Regions from separate parts of the Rattus norvegicus genome. Here region 2 is linked to region 1. The links are chromatin contacts, called in public Hi-C maps. All regions are on one chromosome and are shown on one strand. The core of a region is the stretch at or near the end of the contact, and the rest is flanking DNA. Distances in the headings are between cores, read along the strand shown. Region 1 holds the start of Cbfa2t2 (CBFA2/RUNX1 partner transcriptional co-repressor 2). Region 2 holds the start of Pxmp4 (peroxisomal membrane protein 4).

Region 1 (6,682 bases), core at 2,084-4,583:
CTGTACCACTTCGGGAAACTGAAACAGGAGGCTTGCTACGAATTCCAGACTGTGGAATCACCACACGGCAAGTAGTCAGCCAGCCGGAGTCATCTAGAGAAACCCCAGTTGAAACATGATAATGATACAAAATCTGGGCCTGATGCTGTGCTAGAGTCCCAGGCCAGGGTGTTGTAGGGGCCCTGACCACTCTGCAAGAAGCTGGCTGCATGCTGGGAGGGGAAGTTCATGGTTCCCTGAATTCATGCTGGAAAAGTGAGAGGTCAAACCCCCAAAGTGGCCAAAAAGGAGGAGGAGGAAGAAGAAGAAGAGGAAGAAGTGGAAGGAGAGAAAAGAGAGGAGGAGGAGGGGGAGGAGGAGGGGAAGAAGGAGGAGGCCAGGCCAAGAGGCCAATGCAGTACAATCTTCCCTTTGTCAATGTTGGGCTTACCTTTGCCAAGAAGAAGGACCCCAGGACTAATTCCTAAGTTCTATTATGATAATAATGCTACCTTGTGGGTTGGGGACCAATCAACAAGCAACCAACCACCACACTACTATCATAAATAAATACCTAAGTAAATAAAGTGTCAGTGGTGTTTCAACCAGGAACACTGCTTAAAGGAGTTACTCCACAAGTCTGTAAGCAGCTTCTCTCACTGTCTGCTCTGGCCTTGAGTTTATCATTCACTAGCAGAGGAAGTGGTATGGCCTAGACAGATGGCAGGCGGCACGCACGTCTCTCTGCCTGCCCATCTTTACTCTTCCTGTCACTAAAGACAAACATTTCAGGGAAGAGGGAGAAGAAACAAATTCAGCTTGGTATGATCAGGTCTGGAATCCCAGAATTTGGGATGCTGAGGCATTGGACTTGTTAGGAGTTCCAGGCCAGTCTGAGATATAGACAGAGAATCTTAGGAAAAAAAATAACAATAAAAATAAAATAAAGAAATAGCCCAGAGATCCAAGCAATTTCCATTTCCTTAGGTCTATCTGAACCTGTAACTTGTAGTTTGTTTACAGAGCCAGAGATCAAATCTAGCTCTGTCCATGTTAGGGAGTTGTTACTTTGTTTTCTTTTAGGAGACAGGAGCTGACAGTACCTCAGACTGGCCTCACAGTAGCCATTTTTCTGTTTCAGGATACACTTGATATGTAGAATTCTTTTTCTTTTCTTTTTTTAAAAAAATTATTTTTATTTTATATGCATTAGAGTTTTGCCTGCATGTATGACTGTGTGAGGGAGTCGGATCGCCTGTAACCGGAGTTACAGGCAGGCACGAGCTGCCATGTGGGTGCTGAGAATTAAACCCAAGTCCTATAGAAGAGCAGCCGGTGCCTCTAACCTCTGAGCCGTCTCTCCAGCCCTGTAACTAAACTCTTTCCACCCCCACACGCTTCAAAGCAGGGTTTCTCTGTGTAGCCCTGGCTGTCTTGGAATATGCGCTGTAGACCAGGTTAGTCTCAAACTCACTGAAATCTGCCTGCCGCTGCCTCCTGCGTGCTGGGATTAAAGATATGGAGCTGAACTGTTGACCTTCCCAAGTGCCACTTTCCAGGATCATAGCTGTGTGCCACTTCACCTGGCAAATGCTACTGCAGCTCACCCAAGTTGGCCTCTAACTCATCGTATAGAGGAGGATAACCTTGAACTGACCTCCTGCGCTTACCAATCAAGTGCTGGAAGTACAGCACCACGCCTGACCTTGTTTTGTTGAGACAGTCTTACTATGTGGCCCAAGGCTGGTTTTGAAGGCAGTTATTTTGTTTCAGTTTCCCAAGGGTTGGGATTACAGGTTTGTGGCACCATGCCAGACTGGCTTCATTTTAGTTCTAATTCCTGTTTTTGAATTTTTGAGAGACAGAATGACAGCATTCATCCTATAGTCAGAGTGCTTTCTTGGGTTGCTATGGGATTTATGTTTTTTTTTTTTTTTTTTGGTTCTTTTTTTCGGAGCTGGGGACCGAACCCAGGGCCTTTCGCTTCCTAGGTAAGCGCTCTACCACTGAGCTAAATCCCCAGCCCCCGGATTTATGTTTTGACTTTGCTAAGCGCACTAGGTGGACAAGCCAGTGGGAAAGACTCTTCCTAATGTGTAGAAAAGGGGTAAAGCTATATTTGGTACTGTGAAGATTAATTGCATAGTGTACAAAACCAGCTGTTGAAGACAGGCTAGTGACTCTTACTTAAAATCCCAGTACTTGGGTGGCCAAGGGAGGACGATTGGTGAGAATGCCAGACCGTCGTGGCTACACTGTGTGTTCTAGGCCAGCTAGAGATATAAAATAAACCTTTTTCAGAAACAAACTGTGAAGCCTGCTGGTGTTATAAACACAGCATTTGAGAGGCAGATTAAAAATATGGCTTAAGGTTCAAGGCTAACCTGGTCTAGGTCAGTGAGTTCAGACCAGCCAAACATACATTAAGACATTGTTTCAACAAACCAAAACAAACCTGCATTTAACCAGGCCTGGTAGCATAGGCCTTTAGTCCCAGCACTTGGGATGTAGAGTTAGGTAGATAGATATCTAAGTTCAAGGCCAGCCTGTTCTATAGGGCTAGTTCCAGGACAGTCAGAGCTACAAGGGAGACACTGTGTCAAAAAAACAAAAACAAAAAACAAAACACCCCTGCATATACACGTTCCCCCCACCCAAACACAGACACAAACCCCACAAAGTCCTCGATCTAATACAGAAATCAATAATGACAGCTACTAGCTATTTCAAATATTTAGATTCCTATAGCCCCAAAAGACACAGAAATCTGCGAGATAGCTAATTTGGCAAAGATGCTTGCTGTCAAGCTTGATGCCCGAAATTTGATCTGCTGGATTCAGAGGGTGAAAGGAGAGCATACCCTCGACTTGTTCTCTGACATTCACATGCACGCGTTGGAATGCACTCCCTCAAACATATACACGTACACATATGCAATAAATCAATGTAAAAACAAATAAGTAAGTAAAAGGAGGAAAGAACAATTTAACACCCAATACAACCGTCAAGGCATTGAGGCCTATACCTGAAGGGTTCCTCCCCGAAGCCCCGCCCCAGGACTCCGCCCCTGCTCCTAGGTCACCGCCCAGTCCACATCCGGAAGTCTGGAGCTTCTAGGAGGGCGGTTCGTGCGGCCCTGCGTAGCGCGCGGGAGGCGGGTCGAGGTGCAGGCAGCTCCAGGATAGGACGCAGCCTGGCGCGGAAGGGGCGGGCCAGGTCAGGAGGCGGTGCTTCGCGTGAGCGCCCTCCGGCCCGGCTTCCGCGTGCGTTGGTCTGCACGCGGGAGCGCGCGGCGGGGGCGTGCCGGGGCCGTCTGGGGGCGGGGCGGCGCGCGGCCTAACGGCGACGGCGGCGGCGGCAGCGGCGGCGCTGGTGCGGGCGAGTTCGGCGGGTGCAGGTCCCGGCCTGCGCCTGCGGAGGGCTCAGGCGGAGGGTCGAAGCGGGCGGCGCTCGCGACAGACTGCGCTCCGCGATGGTGGGCGTCCCTGGAGCGGCCGCCTTCCAGCGTAAGTGGGGCGGGAAGGCGGACGGCTGAGGGGTGTGTGTTGAGGGGCCTGCTGCTCCATAAGCGCGAGGCTCTGCAGAGGCCCCCGGCGGAGGCCTGGGCAGGGAAACTGAGGCTGGGATTGGGGCACTGGATCCAAGGTCACGCGGCTCCCCGGCCTTCCGGGGCCCTCGGGGCTATCCCGGCGCTTCCTGTGGGGCTCGCGGCTTCTGGTGCTAAGCCGGACTGTGGAGCGGCCTTGGAGCTCAGGCCTGGCGGGCGCCCTATGGACTGGCCGCGAGAGAAGTATTGTTTTGTTTTCGCGGCTTCGGGGCTGAAAGTCCGGTCCTGGGAAACACGCCGGATTTGGAGCGACGTGTGGTAGATGTTGGAGGATGCCGGGCTGATATTCCGGAGGGCCCTGTTGAATGCAGGCTCTGGAGTCGTACTGCTTGGGTTCATGTCCCGGCTGCCCCGCGTATAGGCTGTGTGACCTTGGCGCTCCCCAAGACTCAGTTGCTCTGTCTGAAAAATGGGTTGTGAGGATGGGTTGTGAGGAACGTAACCTGAATAGCTCTGTGGTAGGGTTTTGCGAATTCAGTAGAATACCCTGAACACACATCATATACAAGTGTGAAAACTCACTATCTTAATCTCAGTTTGTTACGTGTGTTCTCGGAAAAGTCCGAAATTGGGATCTGGTTGTGTTTTGTTTGTTTGTTTTAAGATATCTTGTGTTTGACTAGTCCTACTGTGTGACCCAGTTGTGTTTTTACTCTTACCCACATTTCGGTATTCCGTTTATCCGATGTTCTTCCTAGAATTGTAAGATCTTGGAGGAGGGATGGCATCGTTTAATAAGAACAATAAAAATTTAATTGTCATTAAAATAGCAGTAATAGCTAGCATTACTTGAGCACCAGGCATTTTGCATTCGATTCATTTAATATTTATTAAATCATCTCTTAAGTACAAAGTATCACTCAAGGCCCGGAGACTATGGCGAACAAACTTGACAGACTAGATTCTGGATTTGAGTTTGAGAGAGGGACTCAAACGTTTTGTGGATATTTCTTTGTCTATGCGAGGTGTCTAAAAACAGGTATTTGAGGCACTTTGGAGGCAGGTGGATCTCTGAGTTTAGACCAACCTGGTCTATACAGTCAGTTCTAGACCAGCCAGGGTTACATCATGGGACCCTGCCTCAAAAAACCAAAACTAAAACCAAAAAAACCCAACAAAATACCAACCCTAAACATAAAACAAACAAAAAAGCTAAAGTCAGGTATTTGGGAATGTCTATTGTGCAAGGGTAAAATGAGGCCTATTGAGAAGTCTTAATCCCCTCGACAGCAATTACAGCAGAGGGTTCTTACAGCCTTTTTCTTGGGCACTCATTCCACGTCGGATTGAAAAAATACAAAATAGATTTACCCACTAATGCCTTCTGTAGTTGAGTGTGCTGTTCCTGCTCTTGGTGCTCTTGTGAAGGAAGATGATTTTATTATATAAGAAAAGTGGAAGAAACTTTTATCTGAATTTAAATTCATTTACTTATAGCAGTATTGGGATTGCACTTAGGGCTTTTTGCACTGCACTGAACTGTATCCCTAGCCTTCTTTATTTTCAGACAAAGTTGCCCAGGCAACTTGTAATTCTGTCTCAGCTTCCCAGGAGCTAAAAATACAGGCCTGTGTCACTAGGTCCAGATGAACTAACACATTTTTATTTCCATATCTTTTATGTTTTTAGTTAAATATAGTCCCAAAAGGTTGAGTATGGTGAAAGCCTCTGTAATTCCAGCACTCAGGAGGCTGAGGCAGGAGAATGTGAGTTTGAGATCAGTCCAAAATGTGTAGTAAGACTTTCTGGAAAAACAAAAGCCAAGAAGTAGGTCTTTGTGGTTCCTTATGTAACTAAGTTTCTTTGCAAAGTTGCTCTATTGTGGGTCAGTATGCTTGCCTATTGTTTGTTATGTTAACTAATTTATTAGGGTCCAGGATTGAACTGAATGCTTATTATGTATTAGGCAGGTACCTTTTGTTTTTCTTTCCCTCTGTGTAGCCTTAGCTGTCTTGGAACTCACTCTGTAGACCAAGCTAGCCTTAGATCCACTTGCCTCTGCCTTCCAGTGTTAGTATTAAAGGTGTGTACCACCACCACCCAGCAAGGCAGGTACTTATAACTCAAAACTACAAAATTCTCCTTTAAAAAAGAATCTCTCTGGGCCTCCAATTTTTTATTTTTACTTCTTCTTTTTTTTTTTTTTTTTTTTTTTTTTTTTTTCCGGAGCTGGGGACCGAACCCAGGGCCTTGTGCTTGCTAGGCAAGTGCTCTACCACTGAGCTAAATCCCCAACCCCCTTTTTTTTTTAAGATTTATTTACTTACTTAATGTATATAAGTACACTGTAGCTGTCTTCAGACACACACAACCCCATTACAGATGGTTGTGAGCCACCATGTGGTTGCTGGGAATTGAACTCAGGACCTCGGGAAGAGCAGTCGGTGCTCTTAACCACTGAGCCATCTCTCCAGCCCCTGGGCCTCCAATTTTTTTTAAGGTGTATTTATTTATTATATATGAGTACACTGTAGCTGTCTTCAGACACACCAGAAGAGGGCATTGGATCCCATTACAGATGGTTGTGAGCCACCATGTGGTTGCTGGGATTTGAACTCAGGACCTCTGGAAGAGCAGTCTTAACCACTGAGCTGTCTCTCCAGCTGACCTAGAACTCACAGAGATCTGTCTACCTCTGTCTATTTAGAACTAGTTCCAGGATACCCTGGGCTACACAAAGAAACTATGTCTCAAACAAAAACTCACAAAAACAAACCAAAACAGAAAAGATAGGATCTATGTCCTCATCCTAGGTCAGTCCCACCTCCTTGTTGGGCTCCTTAGACCTAGGGTGTTACAGGCATGTGTCATTTTTAGTGATTTCAGAAACTTACCTACATTCTTTTTTTTTTTTTTTTCTTTTTCTTTTTTTCGGAGCTGGGGACCGAACCCAGGGCCTTGCGCTTGCTAGGCAAGCACTCTACCACTGAGCTAAATCTCCAACCCGAAACTTACCTACATTCTTTTCTTCCTTTTTTCTCAATGTTGAAGGAACACAGGCTTTAGTGTATGCTAGACGAGGTCTCTAGCTGTCTTATGTTTTAACTGTAGTCCCTGGGAAAGGAAAGTGGGAAAGAGCTCAGTCCTAAGTTTGCT
Region 2 (6,682 bases), core at 2,535-5,034, 170 kb after region 1:
GTTGCCCTCACAGAGGACTCCAGTTCAGTTCTCAGCCCACACGGTAGCTCACAACCATCTGTATGTCCAGTTGTGCGGGATCTCACACCCCCTTCTGGCTTCCACACGTATGAAGCACATACACTGCACATAAGCACACACGTGGGCAAAGCATTCATACACACGAAAAATGTATCTTAAAAAGAAGTCAACGTTTTTAAAAAGAGAAAACGGAGGTCAGAAGAGATGAAGATTCATTCAACGTTCAGACTAAAAGCCTGAAATCAGATCTGAGCACACAGAAAGATTCACTGAGAAGGATACGGGGAGAGCAGGAAGGAGGAGGAGGTATAAAGCCCTCACTGGGAAATGCCTGCTGGCTCTGGGACTGGCTCTGGGGCTGTCTTTGGGATTTACAAGAGCAACTGTAGCAAAGATTGCAAGGTGAGGAAGGTACTCTATAAATTAACATTTAAAAAGAAAAACATCGAGGGTGGGGGTTAGACGTGTTTGTGAGTGCATACAACACTCTGGATGAAGAGCTAAGAGACGACGAACTCACGGGACTGGGGATTTAGCTCAGTGGTAGAGCGCTTGCCTAGCAAGCACAAGGCCCTGGGTTCGGTCCCCAGCTCCGAAAAAAAAAAAAGATTTCCTCTGAGACGCACTCACACAGGGACTGTCTCCACAGAGAGGGACTGCTGACAGAGGACAATCGCCTAACTTTACAGTTGAGTGCCCTTGACTTTTGTGAATGAGTTACCTAACTTTTCCAAGACGAAATTAGAGGAAAAGTTTAAAGTTAACAACTTTAAATGGTGATTTTCTTGCAGAAGCCAGCAGGACTCTCTTTTATCTCCTCTGCCTGGCAGTGACCAGGAAGTTCCCACCTCAGTCTCTGTGGCCTTTCTCCCAGCACCTTCAAAGCCTTATCTCCTTCTCCTACACAGAGGCCTTCAGCCTCCTCCAGAGTCAGGGCCTTCCTTTTATGCCAGAGACAGCCTGTCCTCAAGTCCCTACATCTGACAAGCCCCTTCTCAGACTCCTCAAATTCAGATGAGATGTGTTACCTCATGCCTCCAATATCAGAAATCGGATGGCTGAGACAGGAGGACCTTGGCTTTGAGCTCTACCTAAGCTACACAGTGATTATTTTGGGGTTTTTGTTTGTTTGTTTGTTTTGTTTGGTTGGTTGGTTTGGGTTTTTGTTTTTAATTAAAGTAGAGGCTAGAATGGTGTCTTGGTCAGTCAGGTGTTTGCCTTATAAGTGTGAGGACCTAAATTTGGAAACTCTGGGACGTACGTTAAAAGGCAAGGCATGGCATAATGGTAGGCACCTGCGTGCAAGGAAATACGATTCCAAAGAAATGAGATAAGGGGTGGAGATTCTTGGAGGTTGATGGCCAAAAGCTAACCATCTGGTGATGTTCCAGGCCAGTGAGACCCTTTCTCAAGCCAAGTGTGCAAGCTGGTCCTTGTACCTCCACGTGTGCAAGCATACTGGGCATGAGGGCAACTCACACTTGTGGACTAGTTAGGGGTGAGTTAAGTGTTCACAAAGTTCAAACATCTCAGTCATCCAGGTTGACCTCTTTAAACTGGCCACACCTCTTCACAAATACAGCACCTTTCCCCCTGCCTCCAGGCCTTTGTTGAAGGCATTTCCACAGCTAGAATGCCCTTTTCTTTCTGGAAAATTCTATTTTGGCTTCCGGAATATCACCACTACTTATCCTGAAAAGCATTGTTCAGTACTGCTTTGCACTGGCGTGGTATTTGTTTCTTGGGGTTTTGTTTTGTTTTGTTTTGTTTTTGGTTTGGTTATAGAGTCTAGGTCTTCAGCCAAGGCTACCCTCAAATTCTCAATCCACTTGATTCTAAAGTGTTATGATGACAAGTGTGTGTCGCCATGCTCAGCCCTGTCACAGGGCTTATGACCCTTGTAGAGAGGCAGAGCATCAGTACCTCTACCAAGTATTGAGATCCCTGCCTTGGGGACTCAGGTCTGGCTGAGTTTATAGTTTTAATTTTACAGAGGAAACCAAGACCAGAGGAGATGAAAAATCGCTCAGTTTTTACAATGAAAGCACTAGGAGTGGAGCCCAAGCACCCGACCCTGGAAAGTGTCTGTGCTCTAGAAAAGGTCCACTGAGGAGGGCACAGAGAGAGGTGGCGTAGGGGCAGCTGTACAAAGATCATTTTGGGCAGTGCTCGATGGTACAGGGCCAGCTCCTGCTTTGTACAGTACATACCTGGCAAAGGGGCTACTGACGTTACCATCTTGGTCAAACAGTGTCTGGTATGATTTGGCCAGATTCAGTAGGACGCATTTGCTCCCCGACTCTGTATCCATTTTGAGTTTGAATCCTGACTATAACGCTGACAGGATGTGACCAGGAGCGATCGACAGACCTCCCGTAACCTCGGCCCACCCATCAGTGAGGCAGAGACAAGAGTGGTTCCTAGTTTTCAAACATCCATAAAGGAACTGTGAATGCCTATAACAGAGGGAGCACCAGGACACGCAGAGGAGTCTAGACAAAGATGCTCCAACCTTGGGAAGCACTTTTTGTTGCCGTTGTTAGGCAGGGTCTCACACTGTGGCCCAAGATGACCCAGAATTCTTTATTTTGAGCAAATATGCTCGTTCCAGCCTCCTGAGGGTTGGGATGACTGGCACGTACACCACTCAAGACTTTCTAGTGAGAGTCATGGGCCGGGGAAAAAGATTATTCAGTGTCTGATGGCGACACAAACTATAGAGAAAGAGAGTAAAGAACAGGAAGCAATGGTCTTCAAACAGTATAGAAATATTCCGGGGACCCATTTTCCAGAAAGTGAGACCCAGAAAGCCTAAATGATTTGTTCAAGATGAAGAACATGGTAGCTGACCCCAGGTTTTAATCCTGGCAGTGGACACACTCACCTCCATGCCACACCCTGCTACCAGGATGCCAACTTTAGGGGACAGAGACGCTGGTTTCTTCTCTGAGTCACTGCTCGCACTGTGACAGTAACCTCTCAGTAACTGTTAAGGCATGAGGTTTAAAGAAGCTGGAACTCCCCTCCGGGCAGTGGTCAAGCAAAACTACCCTATGGTCTCCCTCTCCTAACTCTGAGGGAGTGAGATTGATTTACCCAGCAAATATTAGCTACTTTTCCTTACATACATTCACCGGCACTTCTCACGAGTCCCCAGTGGAAATGAAGAATGAGGTGAAGTCCCATATAGATGTGACGCTGTTGGCACCTATAAGGTCAACAGGTGACCACCTGCTTGTTAAAGGACAGAGTCCAGTTTTTTTTGTGTGTGCAGACAGAACTACAGAAGCCAAGTAGGCTAAAGGGCACAAGGCAAGATGAGATGAATTAGACCCCGTGAGGGGATACGGGTGCTGGCACAGGAGGCAACTAAGCCAAGAATGCCAGGTTGGAAAGGACAGAGGACCAAGAAGCAGGACAGAGGAAGCCCCAGCTCAGGGTAAGGTACCGGAACCCAGAAACCGACGCCTGCTGCACCAACGGGGCACCGAAATCTACAGACACCTAAGGCTTCCTAGAGAGTGCACAGCACAGTGGCTTCGAGCCTCGAACTCGCAAGCCCAGGTAGGCCCGTCCCTCAGCCCTAACCGAAGTCCAGGGCCCTACTCACACAGCCCCGTTCCGGAAGCCCTTTATCACGGCCAGCGCAGCGTGGTAACGGCGCTGGCGCAGCAGCTTGTTGACAGCCTGGAGAAGAGCCCGTAGCTGCGGCGGGGCAGCCATAGCACCGGAGCACTGGGTCGAAGGACCTAGCTGGCCAAGCACTGACAGCCCTGCGCTCTAGGTGCACAGCTCACTGCATTGGAGAGCACCGCCCCGTCGTTGTATCTATTGGCTGATCCTGCTGTCAATCATACAAGAGATCCAATTACAGAGCGCATTTGTCTGCAAGGGGCTGAGACGCGCTTACACTTCGGAATATCTGTCTGATTGGAAGAGAATGGAGAGTTGGTAGCCAATCACCAGGACTCGGAAGGTCTCACGCAGGATTTGACCAATAAGAAGGCAGTTTTCTTAGAGAGACGTTTGTTTCATTGTGGGCGAAGGAGGGGTTTGTTGCTCTTTCGATTTGGAATGGGTGGTGTTTGGAAGGTGACGTTGGGCTTGTCATCACGCTTGACACTTTGAATTGCCTAGCGAGTAGCACAGCTAACTTTTCAGAACATAAATTATATGTCACTCTTGTTGTTTGGTACTTTGAGACAGGATAGCCCAGGCTGGCCTTAAATCCCTGCTTAAATCCTTGATCCCCCTGCTTCTACCTCCCACAGACTGGGTTGCAGGCCTGTGCCATACTCGTACCTGTTTCTACTTATTTTAAAATACAAACTCTTCCCTAGGGCCCTCAGGAGCGGACTTATTTATGTGATTGTCAGCCTTTGCCTCTTGTTTCATATCCTCTCTTCTCTCCAACCTACTGGCTTAGTTGCCTTCCTTTATGTTGAGAATGGAAGACTTACAGTTGGTGACCAAGTCTCCAGTGATTTCTGAGAAGCTCCATCACATTTTGCTGGTACTCAGCACCAGCACTGACGAGCAGCAGGGCTTGGCCTTTGCCATTATTGATATAAAGGTTGTGGAGCAAAGATGTGCTCAGTGTGGAGTGCTGGAGAACTCACTGAGGGTGCAGGAAACATATGATCGTAGCCAGGCAGAATCTAGACCAGAACAAGACCCCGACTTGAACACAAGAAAGATGGGCAGAAAGAATCGAACCAGGCTTGGTCAAGTGTCTGCACATCGACTTCTGTCAAGCCCCTGAGACACCTGATGTAGACTGAGGCCCATGCAGCATTGTGTATCTGGCACTTGTATGTCCAAGGCCCACACATCGAGACCACTGTCCTTTATGGTCTTAGCATGGGAACTCTTCAGGCATTTCTGTTAATAGATAGCTAGTCATCCCAGTATGTTTATTTATATAATCCTCTTATAAACATAAAGATGCTTAAAAGCGTGAGGAATGTTCAAGCCAATCACTGAGTGAAAATTGGTAATCAGATAGTTAACAAGAGGACTCAGATACTGGTAACCAGATAGTTAACAAGAGGTTACAGATACTGGTAACCAGATAGTTAACAAGAGGACTCAGATGCTGGTATACAGATAGTTAACAAGAGGTTGCAGATACTGGTAACCAGATAGTTAACAAGAGGACTCAGATACTGGTAACCAGATAGTTAACAAGAGGACTCAGATACTGGCACACCAAAGCCACTCATGACATGAGAGCCTTGGCAAATATTGACCCTGTGAATTTCAATTTGTTAACTACACAGGGCATGAAATTATAGAGTGAAAGTTCAGGGCCTGCTCAAAGTCAGGAGGCTTAGAGCAGACCCTCCTGAGTCCTTCTGAGACGGCCCCCTAGGGAAACAACAACAGCCAAAGGATTTCACCTTCTGGGCTAATGTGACAGAAACCATTGTATAACCCTTAGCCCCAAGCAACCCCAGAAAAGGATGCCTCAGAGACAAACACAACAGTTGAGGGGGAAAAAAGGAAAGGAGGATTCTTTTTTTTTTTCTTTTTTCTTTTTTTCGGATCTGGGGACCAAACTCAGGGCCTTGTGCTTACTAGGCAAGTGCTCTACCACTGAGCTAAATCCCCAACCCCAAGGGGGATTCTTTTAAAGCTCTTTCTTGGACCATGTGACTGATGGGTCTTTCTGCACCCTGGGGAGTAGGGTTTGGTACATCAAGAAATCTCAGACTATGCCAGCTGTGGTGGTGGTACACATCTGTAATCTCAGTCCTGGTGAGGCAGAGGCATAAGGACCATAGACTTTAGCCCAGCCTGGGCCATCCTGTAAGACTCCAGGCAGGGCATTTGCCACCACACCCACCACATTGTTTTGTTTTGTTTTTTATGATTTATTTATTTATTATATACGAGTACACTGTCGCTGTCTTCAAACACACCAGAAGAGGGCCTTGGATTTCATTACAGGTGGTCATGAGCCACCATGTGGTTGCTGGGAATCAAACTCAGGACCTCTGGAAGAGCAGTCAGTGCTCTTAACCACTGAGCCATCTCTCCAGCCCCACCTTATTCTTTTTTAAAAATTTATTTTCACTGTTGCTGAGCGCGTATGTTTGAGTGTTCGTGATCAGGGAAGCTGGAGCCATTAGTGAGCCACCCAACATGGAAACTGAGAGCCAGACTCAGGTCCTGAACAAGAGCAGCACGTGATCTTAACTGCTGAAACCTGATCTTCCCCAACCCTGAAAATTTTTTTCTCACGATAAAAATAAGGAAGACCCCTCAGGCCGTGAAAGGTAGATATGGAGGTTTCCACAGCCTTGCAGAGGTCAGACTTAGGGGTGAGGATTTGACTAAAGTGAAAGTGTTTGCCTTGCCAGCCTGAGGGCCTAGGTTGGGATTCCCAGGAACAACCTTGTCTAGAGGAATGCGGTGGCTTAGTGCTCACCAAGAATTGGAGAACTAGGAGGAGGAGCTCTGGGCTAGCCAAGGCCACACAAGACCTTGTCTCAAAACAAAGTGAAGAACAGCACATCTGTTTTGGGATTCTGGGACGCCCCCCAAAAAATAAACTTTCGCAGGTGGACGACCAGCCTGTCATCAAAGATAATGGGGTTCCTATGAGGTCATGGAAACTCAAACAGATCAACACAGATTATGAAGATTGTAATTCAGCACA

What was found. A called contact is a pair of places that touch in the nucleus more often than the background predicts.
Region 2: a contact with region 1 is called in a Hi-C map of liver, with 2.0 times the contacts expected there. The contact joins the promoter of Pxmp4 here to the promoter of Cbfa2t2 in region 1. A contact is called at or near these places in 3 of 12 Hi-C or Micro-C datasets (the Rat2 cell line, kidney and liver).

The regions. Positions count from the first base shown.
Region 1 is chr3:163,393,887-163,400,568 of GRCr8, forward strand. Cbfa2t2 (CBFA2/RUNX1 partner transcriptional co-repressor 2) reads left to right here and starts at 3,334. Exons shown (of 11, transcript NM_001168542.1): 1 at 3,334-3,485. The coding sequence starts at 3,452.
Region 2 is chr3:163,567,045-163,573,726 of GRCr8, forward strand. Pxmp4 (peroxisomal membrane protein 4) reads right to left here and starts at 3,785. Exons shown (of 4, transcript NM_172223.2): 1 at 3,632-3,785. The coding sequence starts at 3,744.